Linked DNA regions of Gossypium hirsutum: regions 1, 3 and 4 are each linked to region 2. The links are chromatin contacts, called in public Hi-C maps. All regions are on one chromosome and are shown on one strand. Each heading gives the region's core, a stretch centred on a gene start, on an enhancer-like site or on the middle of the called end of the contact. The rest is flanking DNA. Distances are from core to core; before and after follow the strand shown.

The links. Hi-C and Micro-C count contacts between places; a contact is called where the count stands out from the background.
Region 1: a contact with region 2 is called in a Hi-C map of callus, with 1.8 times the contacts expected there. The contact joins the promoter of LOC107908489 here to the promoter of LOC107908485 in region 2. A contact is called at or near these places in 3 of 34 Hi-C or Micro-C datasets (anther, callus and seedling).
Region 3: a contact with region 2 is called in a Hi-C map of leaf, with 4 times the contacts expected there. The contact joins the promoter of LOC107908488 here to the promoter of LOC107908485 in region 2. A contact is called at or near these places in 14 of 34 Hi-C or Micro-C datasets (callus, hypocotyl, leaf and 2 more).
Region 4: a contact with region 2 is called in a Hi-C map of leaf, with 6 times the contacts expected there. The contact joins the promoter of LOC107908481 here to the promoter of LOC107908485 in region 2. A contact is called at or near these places in 6 of 34 Hi-C or Micro-C datasets (callus, hypocotyl, leaf and 1 more).

Annotation. Positions count from the first base shown.
Region 1 is chrD02:42,526,014-42,529,490 of Gossypium_hirsutum_v2.1, reverse strand. It overlaps LOC107908489, which reads left to right and starts at 1,763. Exons shown (of 42, transcript XM_016835665.2): 1 at 1,763-2,027; 2 at 3,198-3,273. The coding sequence starts at 1,932.
Region 2 is chrD02:42,727,778-42,731,062 of Gossypium_hirsutum_v2.1, reverse strand. LOC107908485 (phosphoethanolamine N-methyltransferase 1) reads right to left here and starts at 1,562. Exons shown (of 12, transcript XM_016835662.2): 1 at 1,282-1,562; 2 at 969-1,093; 3 at 528-665; 4 at 312-449; 5 at 1-134. The coding sequence starts at 1,294.
Region 3 is chrD02:42,586,959-42,589,982 of Gossypium_hirsutum_v2.1, reverse strand. It overlaps LOC107908488 (serine/threonine-protein kinase 11-interacting protein), which reads left to right and starts at 1,751. Exons shown (of 7, transcript XR_005910294.1): 1 at 1,751-2,391; 2 at 2,582-2,839.
Region 4 is chrD02:42,956,525-42,959,644 of Gossypium_hirsutum_v2.1, reverse strand. LOC107908481 reads left to right here and starts at 1,421. Exons shown (of 10, transcript XM_016835660.2): 1 at 1,421-2,126; 2 at 2,201-2,270; 3 at 2,424-2,491; 4 at 2,651-2,712; 5 at 2,819-2,900; 6 at 2,997-3,120. The coding sequence starts at 2,076.

The DNA.
Region 1 (3,477 bases), core at 514-3,013, 200 kb after region 2:
AATACCTGCATGCATCGAACTTACAACCTCAACTGGTCTTTCAAAAGTTGGGGTAAAATGTGATATAGTATTAGAATGAATTCCAACAGAATTATTTATTTCAACTACAAAGCCAAACGTAGCAAAGGAGGAATTGGGTATAGCTTTAAAAACATTGGTTGGTTTGACTTGTTTAAAGCTTACCTCGGCCACCACAGCTTTGTTATAATATTTAAGCCCGCCATAGCATTATTGGTAATGGATCCAATTTGGAAAGTTGCTGACATCACTTTATTCCCTTGGTTCATGTTACCCTCCTGCATTGGTTGCTTACCTAGGGCCTTTAAGGGTTTCCCACATCCCCTAGGCCCATACTATTATTATTGGTAGGTGAGCTAATTTTATACCAACTGACTCGACTTGTCTCCCTAAATCCATGCTCCTACATTGACCAACTTCCTTCCTTAGTGGGCCAGTGTTCTACGTTGCTTGCCATTAGAATCTTCTAGATTCACAACCTCCATAATATCTTTTCCTTTAATACTGAATCTCAAAATCTTCTTAATTTCTGAACTAGTCTCACTAACCTTTCTATCCAAAGGAACCAAAGCATTAAAACGTGATATCATATTTTCCTCCTCTGGATTTTTAGCTCATTGCTTTTGGGAATCTCTTGTTTTTTTGCCTTGATCTTCTCTCAACCAGCATCCAAGGTTTGTATGCCTCTTCCTATTTCACCATGCTGGATTTCGTCGACGATGTACCAGATGTCGCCATTCTTTTTCCAGTTTAGGACATGACCATGACGACCTTTCGACACAATTCTTTCACATGGCCGTATCATCCACAAAGATTCATACTCAATAAGTTGGGTTGTGCCATTAATCAAAACTTGAGAGGTCAAAGGTTTGTCCAAATTAACATACACCGCCATACAAGCAAATCGACTATTTGTTCTACTATTAGTGTTATAATCTAATTTAACAACCTTCCCCACCATGTCTTCAATTTCCTCAATTATCCTTCACTTGTACATGTATCCTCGAAGACCCGATAGTCGAATCCAGGTAACCACAATATTCGGGTAAAGCTGCGATGAACTGAAATCTACGATCCAGGGTTGCATTGTCAAGTATTGCCCATACATGACCCAAGGTCCATAAGATAACACATTCTCATAATCTTCTTTGTTTTGAAACTTTGCCAAGAAATAGCCATTCTCGATATCCATTAGTTAAAACGACATGGAAGGCCGCCAGAGGCTATATGTCTTATTTTGGAGAGTAGCATACCCGATGTTCCACCCCAATAGTTTAAGAACCAGCATAGTATCCATGTTTTTGACCAAAAGTTGATACACCTTATCCAAGAACTCGATCGAGGGGATTAGCCGACCTTGTGACATCCCTTTCCAAAAATTTGAAATCATCATCATCCTCAAGTCTAGAGGTTCTAGCCGACCTCCTTGATCCAATAAGGCCTTTCCCCATTAACCTATTTTTCCAAGACAGCATCGGTTCATGTGGCAATTCCACAACCATATCCATGTCCGCGTTTGCATTATTATCCTTAAATCGCTCTTTCTTAATGTTTCGATCTTCAATAGAACGCGACTTACTGCCATTACTGTCAGAGAGAGAATTTGCCATTGAAGTTTAGCCTTTTGGTCAAAATGGATTATTCATTGTAATATTTTAATCTAATGATTATATCATTAAAATATTAATTATATAAAATTATTTTAAATTAACTCGGATATATTAACATTATTAAGATTTAGAACGTGGAACACTCCAAAATAGTAATTTAATAATTGCTTGGCCCATTTTGATTGATAGCGAGCTGGTCTGGACTTTCAGGTTTCATGTCAAGTGGTATTTATTAATTAATGAACAATCACCGAAGCCGAGCAAAGCAAAGCAAAGCAAAGCGGAGAAAAAGTGTGTTCTGCAATGGCGGGCGTTATAGGATTCGTGGGGTTGGACCAGTTGAGCTTGGACATGGCTGCTTCGCTTCTTCGCGCTGGCTACAAAGTCCAAGCTTTTGAGGTTCCAAATCTTTCACTTTTTCCTTTTCAAGATATTGCCAGTTGACTATTGCTAAACTTAATTGATTTTTAAGATCTCAGTTTGGTTCTTGATGAAAGCGTATTTGTAATCCAAATCGGAATATTTAGTTAATTCAGTTGCAGTGGCAGCTGTTCCTTAAGACTTCACATTTAAGAACTGGAATGATGTTTTGTTATTTAATCCGTTTTGGAATTTTGATACAGATGGGTACTTGAAAATTTTATTGCATATTCAAGTGCTTAAATTCATGTTATACCAATAGTTTCAATAGGCAGACCTGAAATTTGGCTAACATAAAGCTGCAATGTCTGAATTTTGTATCTTTGACATTCAATTCTAAGCTCCTCGGTACTTTGGGTGAATGTCGTATGCGGAAATGCAACGCCACGGGAAAATTCAATTTTTTCTAGGTTTCTTAACATATATGGAGGGTTAGTCGTCCTAACCATCTAATTTAATGTGTTAGATACCTATACTTAAAGAAAAGTGAAGACTTGGAGCAATAGAATTTGAGTTATTTTGTTTTTTTGCCTTACCGATTATCAAGTCAAATTTTGAGATTCCAAATATCATTGTTCATCTTGACATTTAAGTTTATTTGACTTTAGTGTTTAGTCCAGTGTGGCTTTCCTTTGATGGTGAAGATTCGATTATTCCTCGATCATGGCTGAAAATTCCTTTAATGCTCTTCTATTGTAGTTGTAGGATGATGATACTGAATTGTGAAAAACTACATCTACGAGTTTGCATTTGTAACCCAACCAGCCACATTATAAGCCGGATTTCATGAACTGAAAGTTTCTACTTTCTAGAAATAAGTTATCTACACTTCATCATATTAGCTTCAGTGTTGTTAAATATACATGAGGAACCAAGTGCAATATTATATTTCTATGAAACATTGCTCAAGGTCAATTGTGGAAGAATTTTACCCAACTTTTAACTGTAACATTTCAGCAATTAGCTACTACTTAAAGATATTCCATCTTTATCATGAGTTTCGCAAGTACAGTATCTTTCTTTTCATAATTCTCTGCAGTTCATACATTTTTTAGATTTTTATTGCTCAACATCAGAACAACCTTGCGATTTGAAATTGATTTTGAGAGCTTTTTTAATTTCTGTTGCGCTGCAACATTCTATCTGCAGGTCCAAAATCTTTTGATGAACGAGTTTTTGAAGCTAGGGGGCACTGAATGCTTCAGCCTTAGGGAGGCAGGGAAAGGTAATATAATATTGAGCATTTCTTTTTGCTGTTATTGTTGTTATTATGTTTATTATTAAGGGTTGGGGGGGGGGATCGTATGCAGCTTTTTGTTCAAGGAGCTACTTGCATCTATATTTGAGCCAAACTTACAACTTTACAATAATGTTTGTGTTCAACTGTTTCAACCATGCATTTACAACTTTACAATAAGTTGGTTTTCAT
Region 2 (3,285 bases), core at 313-2,812:
AATCTGGGCTCGCGATAGTGAGTTGGGTTGTTCTTTCTCTTGCAATCACCAGATTGATGAAAGCAAGACTCCCTGAAGAAAATATGTCCACCAACCTTCAACCACTTGAGCATCCTTTCGGCCAAATTCTCAACCTGCATTTAATAATACTTTCAGACAGATATACTCAAAAATATGCTTTATTAGAAATTTCAATGCCAAAAATGGGGCCGAATTCAGCAAGTAAAAAAAAATTGAAATCAATAGCTAATTTGCCCCTAAGAACTCCCTTTTTTTTTCCATGTTACTGAAGAAGAAGCAACAAAAATCACCTCTTTATCTGAGAGATACATCAACAGCCAGTTTGAGAAAATCAAGTCCAGTGATCCTTCTGTAAAAGCCAAATCAGGGGAAGTGACATCCGCACAGAGGAATTTGACGTTCTTATAATGTCCATTGATGGTTTCATTCTGCAATTAATGAAATCCAGTCAAGTCCCTTATTAATTAGCAAACTAAAAAATTTCTGTCAGTTTGAGTTTCAATGACCTTCTTTATAACATTCTCAATGAAGTCTAATGCTATAACATGACCAGCCTTCTTAGCTAAGTCACCAGTAAATCGGCCAATGCCAGCTCCTAGTTCCAAAATGGTTTTCCCTTCATATGGAGGGAGTAAGGAGAGCACCTGCAAATATCAACAACGAAATTTAGGAATCTAAATGACAACTGAAGTTTAAAATTAAGCACAAAAGAACAGCAGCAACAATTAAAAGGCAATAATAAGCATAAATGCTCATTAAACTCTATGGTTCCATGATAACAACTGAAGATATTCATAGATAAACAATTTTTACTTAAATATGAAAGCCAAAAAGGAAATAAATTTAAAATTGTAAATATAGTTAAAAATGAACTTGTTAAATTAACTTAATAAAGAGAAAAATAAACAATGCAGAAAACAAAAAGGAAGGAAGAAAGGAAATATTACTTCGGGACGTTCTTCTTTGTCAATATCAGCGGCTTTGGAGTCGAGCATCATAGCCTCCACCGTCAGATCAACCGAGTGTTCAATCCAGTAATTCTTTTGAACTTTGCGTTCATCTCCTACAAATCCTATATATAATTTACAGAACAATCAAAATTTAAATTTTCTTCTTAAATATTAGTTAAAGGTCGTTGAGAGATCCATGTGTGGGTTCGCAAATGTTGATTAAACAATGTCAATCCATTTCAATTGTCCTTTGGTTCTAAGTTGAAAAAAACAACGCAAGAAATGATCAATATGAAGGTGGAGATCTCACCGTTAGCCGCCATGGTTAACAGAGAAGATCTCTAGTGAGCTCTGAGAGGAATTGATTTTTTTTTTTTTTTTAATGGGGAGTGAAAAGGGGAACTAAAATCCTTCGACAGCAAGCCGAGATCTGGAGAAAGACCTTGATCTACGGTTGTTAGTTCTTCCTCTCTGTTGCATCAGACACAGAGATGCAACCTAAGCCAAATTATTGATACTACTATTACTCTCACTTTCTCTCTCACACACAGCAATTGCCAATTTCTACTGCTTCTGGTGCGGGAAACCGAGAATGCTTCATCTCGCTTTTTATAGAGTAAGGGCTGGGGAAATGCTAGACCTGATTATAATTTGGGTCGGGTCGGACCAATGCATTATGTTAACAAATCTAAGGCCTGATTAGGTAGACGACAAAACAAATCAAATCAAATCAATATCAGAAAATCGTAAAAATACTGATTTGCGTAACCTAATCCAAATTTATTTACATTCAACTATATTAGTTTTGCTTAACATATATATATTACTAACGCTGAATCCATTGCCAGAAATGTAAACTGACTCAATCATTTTTTTCTTAAAAAAAACTTATTATCTCCATAGTGTTCAAAATTTTATTAATATCATTTTTTTTGTCAAAAAAAAAAAGCTTAAGCCCCTAATATCTCGTTTTAAGATTTAAATTTTATAGTTTTTTTAAGTGATATAAATACTATATAAATATATGTAAGATATTTTCCCAATCACAAAATAAAATCAAACTATTACTGTATAATCATATTAAGAACTGGCACAGTCAACAAATTAAATTAAACTCATAGCAGTTGCATGTAGTGGATTTCGAGATCCACGCATATAATTATAAATAATAAGTCTCAAACTAAAATAATCAAAGCTTAAGGGCTCTGCCTTTACCAACTGAACCAAGACTTCATTGGCTAAAGTCTATAGTTAGTTTAGAAATGGTATAAAAGAATTTATTATACTTAAAAAGCTCATCTTACTTTTTATTTGGGTTAAAATGTGCTCTTAATACTTAAATTTTTATAAATTTGAGATTAGATTAATGTACTTTAAAAGTTAAAATTTTAAATTTTTTTATTTTCAATTTAAAAATTCTAATCTAATTATTATTATTGTTGGTAGTTTCTGTCAAAATTTTTCAATTTAATATATTTATTTTTTTTAATCATGTGATACATCATATGAGTACAACCTAATTAAAATTTTATTTTCCTAACTCAATCAAAATTCTCTCAAATACCAAATAAATTTTAACTCCACAAATGTAAGTGTGAGGACAAATCAAGCAATAGAATAGCTTAATAGTGCCATCTGTCCAAAATTTCATTTGATAAGGGTAGAGCTTGGATGAAAATATTAGCTTCAAAAGATGCGTTTAAACAATATACATACACACACGTTTGAATAACTTTAATTTACATAGTTTTACACCCGTATTGATGAATCTCTTTATATATAATAGATTTTCATATATTTATGTAATTTATAATAATATATGACGATATTGTACTGTAAATATTAAAAAAATATGTTAAGCTTTTATATTTAATATTTTTGATAAAAAATTATATTTAATTATTAAATATTAAATTAACAATATTATATTTTTATAAAAAAAATTTAAAAATATAAATATATTTAAAACTAATTTGTATTAATTATTTACAAATATATGCTGTTTAAACAAAATTTTAAGCTTATAAATTAGACCAACATAAATATACGTTTCGTTTTAGATAAATAAAAGAGATTGTATCTTTAATAAATTCTTGTGTTATAAATTCAAATTAAAAAACATAGAAAAAAGATTTATTTCTCTTAGTAATATTAAAATAGGGGATAATCAATTAAAAAGAATTATTGTGCTGAATGCTGAGTCTACTTTAAATATGCACCACAATTTTTATTTTGAGTTTAAATTTTAAATATAATCCTCTCAAATATCACATGAATTCCAATTTCCAAGTGAACAAATGGTTAAACTTAGGGA
Region 3 (3,024 bases), core at 502-3,001, 140 kb after region 2:
GGTAATAAAATTGTTCTTATACTATTTCATGTTTCATTGTCATGTAATTGTTTTTCTGAATTGTTTTTCTGAATTTAGCTGATTGCATTGATTGTTTTAATTCATAGGATCAGTGATGGACATCATTCAGCTTCATTGTTTAGTTTTTGGTATTGGTGCTCATGACATAGGCAGAGTAAGTAGAGATTCCCTTCTGCTGAAAACGAGGAACAAGTAAGCTTTTGATTTCTTCTGCTGAATGCTTGCTTTATATTGTAGTTGAACTAAGATCTTGAGGCAGTACTGCAACTTGTCAACAAATATGCCTTCTGGTTTTTGGTGCTTTAGAGGAAACATGTGCTCTTGGCAATTTAGCCTTCCTGAAGAGGTAAATTACTTTTGATTCATTGTGATTTTTTAGCAACCTTACCTCATGGCCTTTTATTTCCTAATTTATCAATGCATCATATAAATCCAGAATTGGTAGAGATTGCTTTTTCCCTTAACTTGTGGAATGGACACATGAAGTTGGAGGTTATTTTCAATGGCAACTTTGGATAGTATTCGTTTTCCTGCTAGATTGGTGAGCTATTTTGTTTGAAGTGAAGAATCGGTTTCATGGAAGGCCAATTGGAGTTGAGAGCAGGGTGAAAGAGATATTGTATCGGCTTGAATTTCTTCTATTGAATGCTTGCTTTATATTTTTAGTTGAAGTGAGATATTGAGGCAGTACTTCCGTTTAATTCAGAATTGTTGTAAACTCAATCGAGTTCTTGATGATAATTCGATATGGTTATGTTTTTTTTATTTTTTAGAGTTCAATTCTTACTTATTAAATTTTATTAGTTATAATTATTTTAAATTTTATTAAATCATATATTTTAATTAAAATATATTTAATATTAATTATTTCAAATTATCTTTTATAGTATCATATAATATATTATGATTTGAGTAAATTCATATAAGAATATTAATTATTAAGAATTTTATTAAATTATATATTTTAAGTATAATATATTTAATAATAATTATGTTTAAATATGATTAAATTATTTATTATTCATATTAATAATCTTATCAAAATTTAAATAACAATAACAATAATAATTTACCAAAACAAATTTCTGGTAATTATTAAGAATTTTATTAAATTATATATTTTAATTAAAATATGTTTAATAATAATTATGTTTAAATATGATTAAAATATTTATTATTGATAATAATAATCTTATTAAAATTTAAATAACAATAACAATAATCATTTACCAAAACAAATTTATGCTAAGGGTATTCTAGTCATTTTAGTTTTTTCCACTATGCTATTACACCTCTATTCCATTCAACCAAACACAAGATTACTATTACGCCTCTATTCCATTACATTCAACCAAATAGTTGATTTGCTATTACACATTTAATCTAATACACCTCTAATCCAATACACTTCTAATCCAATACACCTCTAATCCAATACAGCGAACCAAACGCACCCTAATATATTTTCCTCTTTAATAAAACTCTATTTAGGCAAAAATAAGGATTGAGATGGGGGCGGCAAATGGCAAATGCAAATTATGCAAGGTCGTTTATGCTTGAACAAACAAACATCTGGGGTGGACCCCGCATTTGTTTGGATTCTGGAGGAAGCCGACACGTTGTTTGGAATTGGATTCCCCATGTTGTGTGCATGTGCGCCAGGTGTCTCATTTCCCTACGCACCATATTTCACTTCCCAATTATTTGACCTTTTTCCCCCGAACCAACCAAAGCCAGAACATAATGAACCACCCCATCATTCTCAAGGTACGCTACAGCCGTCCTTTTCTATTTCCTGCTATTCCCCTTATCATTTAATGATTCATTTCTTCCTTTCAAACCTTCCTTCATTCGCATTCTTCAAACCCTTTGTTCACTTATGAGCTTTGGAATATGGCGGTGTGGGTGATTTTCTAAAACTTGATGCCAATGGCGATCGTCACAAGGGGTCGCTACCTTGAGAAGCTGTTCAAATTCGTTGACGACCAAGCGGGGCCTTTGATTGATGGAACTAAGGTTCTGAAGCTCAACCCGGCGGGGCTCCATTACGTGCAGTCTCGGCTCCAAGCGTTGCAGGAGCTCGACAGACTTCTAGTGGGAGCTCCAGTTGACTATCTACGTGCCTACGTCTCGGACCTTGGGGACCACCGTGCGCTCGAGCAGCTTCGGCGGATACTACGCCTCCTAACCACTCTTAAGGTGGTATCTGCCTTGGCCCCTCTTGCGCGTGATCCCACGCCGCTCTCGTTGCTCCCGTTTGGAAGACTGAAGGTTCTGGAACTCAGAGGGTGCGATTTGTCGACCTCAGCAGCCAAGGGGTTGCTTGAGTTGAGACATACTTTGGAGAAAATTATTTGTCATAATTCAACCGTGAGTGTTTTGCATTATTTTCGAACGAGAGGAAGAATTAATGACATTCATTCAGTTTTTGTGATTATAAATCATAAGATCTCCCTCCCCTATTTTCTTCTTCCTAACTAAGGACCATTAAAGTTATTAATTATATATGGGTACTTTACACAAATTTTTTTCTCAAGATCAATATTTTTGGCATGTGTAGGATGCTTTGCGACATGTGTTTGCCAGTAGAATTGCTGAGGTAAAGGGCTGTCCACAGTGGAACCGCTTGTCCTTTGTATCGTGTGCATGCAATTGCCTGCTACTAATGGACGAGTCTTTGCAACTTCTTCCCTCTGTTGAAACCCTTGATTTGAGTCGAAACAAGTTTGCCAAAGTGGATAATCTTCAAAAATGTGCTAATTTGAAGCACTTGGACCTTGGATTCAATCAACTGCGATCCATCTCATCATTTAGTGAGGTAGGAATAACTCAGATTTTTACTTGACATTTGATTTTGATTTGATGCTGAAAGATTTATCAAATGGGGCTTATAGCGGTATCATCTTCTCTAGCATGTATTTTTCTGGATACTACAATTGTTATTGCTTCCCTATCTTGTTTGCTTGTAATTGTGCAATTGTCTGTATTTAAACAATCATTTTC
Region 4 (3,120 bases), core at 172-2,671, 230 kb before region 2:
TAAATTAATTAGTAATAGCAATTTTATTGAATAAATAATTAAATTCATTTTTCAATAGTAAAGTTTTCATGACTCGAACTGAATTAGAATTTGATTGAAAAAATAATTTGATTAAAGAAATTAATTAATTAAATTAATTAATTAATTAATTAAACAAATAATATTTTAAAAATAAAAACAAATTATTAGGTAATAAAATTATATAAATTAATTTAAAAATTAAATAACACAAATAATTCAACCTAATACAGAAAAGTTACTAATAAGCCCATTTGTGATGCGATAAGCAGCACACAGGGATTCTAGAAGGGTGTGCACCGCCTACCCCTTTTGATTAATTTGTGTGTTTCATCTTATTTAATTTATGTGTAAATTCTCCTAAATTTATTCTGATTAATTGGTTTAAGTTAAATTATTTATTCAATACCCTTTTGTGGAATTCTATTTTTATCCCCAAGTCCACTGCGATTGTTTTGAAAATTGGGATAAAAAACCCTTTAGATGCCAATGCACAGAAGGCATGGTAGAGGCATCCTCAATCTAACTGAAATTATCATATAATTAGTTAAATGTAACTTAAAAGTCAATAAAAAGGGTAAATTATATCATTAGTCATTAAATTATAGATAAATTTTTGTTTTAGTTCTGTAATTTAAAAAAATTATAATTTAGTTACTAAACTATTTAAAAGTTTTCATTTAAGTAATCGAATTGTTGAAATCAATACTATATAACTTTTTCTATTCGTACTATCTGCACCAATTTTTTTCAAATATAATTTAAATAAAATTTTTTAAATAATTAAATAACCAAATTTTATATTTTTTAATTAAGTGACTAAAACATAATTATAATTTAGTAACTAATGGTGTAATTTATTCTGAGAAAAAAGAAATGAGTTTTAGCAAATGGAAAGTTAGCAATAGCATGCCGGATTTTATTTAAGTAATTTAAAATTTTTAAAATTTTTAAATTATAAAATTACATTTTAATCCTTTACAAATGATAAAAATTAATTAATTTTTTAAAAATTATAAAAATATAAATTATAAAAATAATAAAATTATATTTTTACTATTATAAAAATTATAATTTAATTTCAGTTAGCTTTCTACCTCCGTCGAAAGTAACTTAAGAGTTTGGACATATAATATTTGGGGTTGGAAATGGAATTTAGGAGTAATTATAAATTTTGAGCTTTTGGAGTTAAAAAGGAGGGTGTAAGAAATTGAAGCAAGCACGCAACCCAAGTTTTGAACGGTATACGTACATTTCAATTCTAGAAGCACTTAGAATTGCTGTTCAAATCATAGCCACTCGCACCGTACGGCTATAAACCGTCGACGATAACTTCATTAGAAGGCAAAGCAATTCTAAGCATGTATCATAGCCTTCTACAAAAGCAAATCAATTTTGATACATGGAGTGAAATATATTAAATTTTATTTATGAAAGCTATTAATTTTTAAGTTTGAAAATTATTCGATTTAGTTGAGAATTAATTATTTCTGAATTGATATATTTTTATAGCATTTAAAAATCTATTTTTTAATTTTAAAATGTATTTTGAATCATTTAATTTTGAGTTTGGGACTTAAGTTATAATTATTTTAGTGAAACTATGCGAATCAAAACTTTTAGACAGGATTATTAAGGGAAATGATGAGTTTCGAACTTTAAATCGAGTTTAAATTATATTGAGATCGAATTTTAAGACTTAATTTTTATTATATATTAATTAGGTTTTATTAAATTTAGTTTAAATTTACTTTTTAACCTATATATAAATGTCTCTTCATGATTTATTCTTTTATGCAATATTACTTTTGTTTAACAGATGTGGGGATTTATTTTTTATCATTCAATTTATCGAGCATTATTTGTTTGAGGAGAATTAATAGAATTTATATGGTTTATTTATTTATGGTTGATATTCCTAAATTTATTATTTTAATTATTTTTGTTTGATCTTCCTCCATTGCCCGTTACCACACCCCTTTCTTAAGCCTATGCTTTAATCAGAAGCAAAAGAAACTGGAAGAAGAATAAGCAAACAGGATTTCCATTCAAACAAAATGGCAACTGTTTTAGATTCCCATTTCTTAGCTCTAACTGCCATTGTAACTGTATGTTTTTATTTTCTCCCTCTCTCCCTCCAAAATAATTGATGTTTGATTTATTTTGGGTTTTGCTTGTGCAGTTGGGATATCAAATATTTTTCTTTATAATCACCGCTCTTCTCAAGTTCGATAAAGTCACTGACTTTGCAGGTACCTCATCCATAAATTTAGCTTCTTTAATTGTTCTTTTGAACCTTTATTAGAGCATAGGAAAGGTAAAGACCCATATAACAATTCATACAATTCTTCAAATGTGAATTCATTGGTTTCTAAATGATATCGTCTTTGTTTTCTTTTGCTCAGGAAGCACGAATTTTGTTATAATTGCTGTGTTGACTCTGATAATTAAAGGATCATGGCATTTTCGTCAGGTAATTTGGATTGACTGCGTAAAAGTTTGCTTCAAACATCACTGGTTTAAACTGTTCATCTGTTAGGTGTTGACTCATTTTAGAGGGTCCTTAAAGCTCATTTATACTGTTCTTGCACCTCCTGTTTGTATGTAGTGATTTTGCAACTCTGCTTTCCAGGTAGTATTGACTTCGCTTGTAGTAATATGGGGGCTACGCTTGGCAATTTTTCTATTGATGAGGTATAATAGTATGAAATTTTATTAACTATTTTTTCCTTTTTTTTTTGTTTATATATATTTGATGATTTAATTGAAAGATTACCAATATCATGTGAAATGCGTTCAGAATTTTGCAATGGGGCGAGGATCGACGTTTTGATGAGATGCGCAGTAATTTGGGGAAATTAGCAGTTTTCTGGATATTTCAGGTCTTCGTATCTGTCTGATCACACCCATTTCTTTGCTGTTTATCAGTGTGACATCTAATAAACTTTACTGCACCACAATCTTTACATGCATTGCAGGCTGTCTGGGTCTGGACCGTGACTTTACCTGTAACCGTGGTTAATGCTAGTGATAGAGATCCATCGGTTCAGGCTGAAGACATCATAGGGTGGATTATGTGGTCAGTGGGTATCTCTTTTGAAG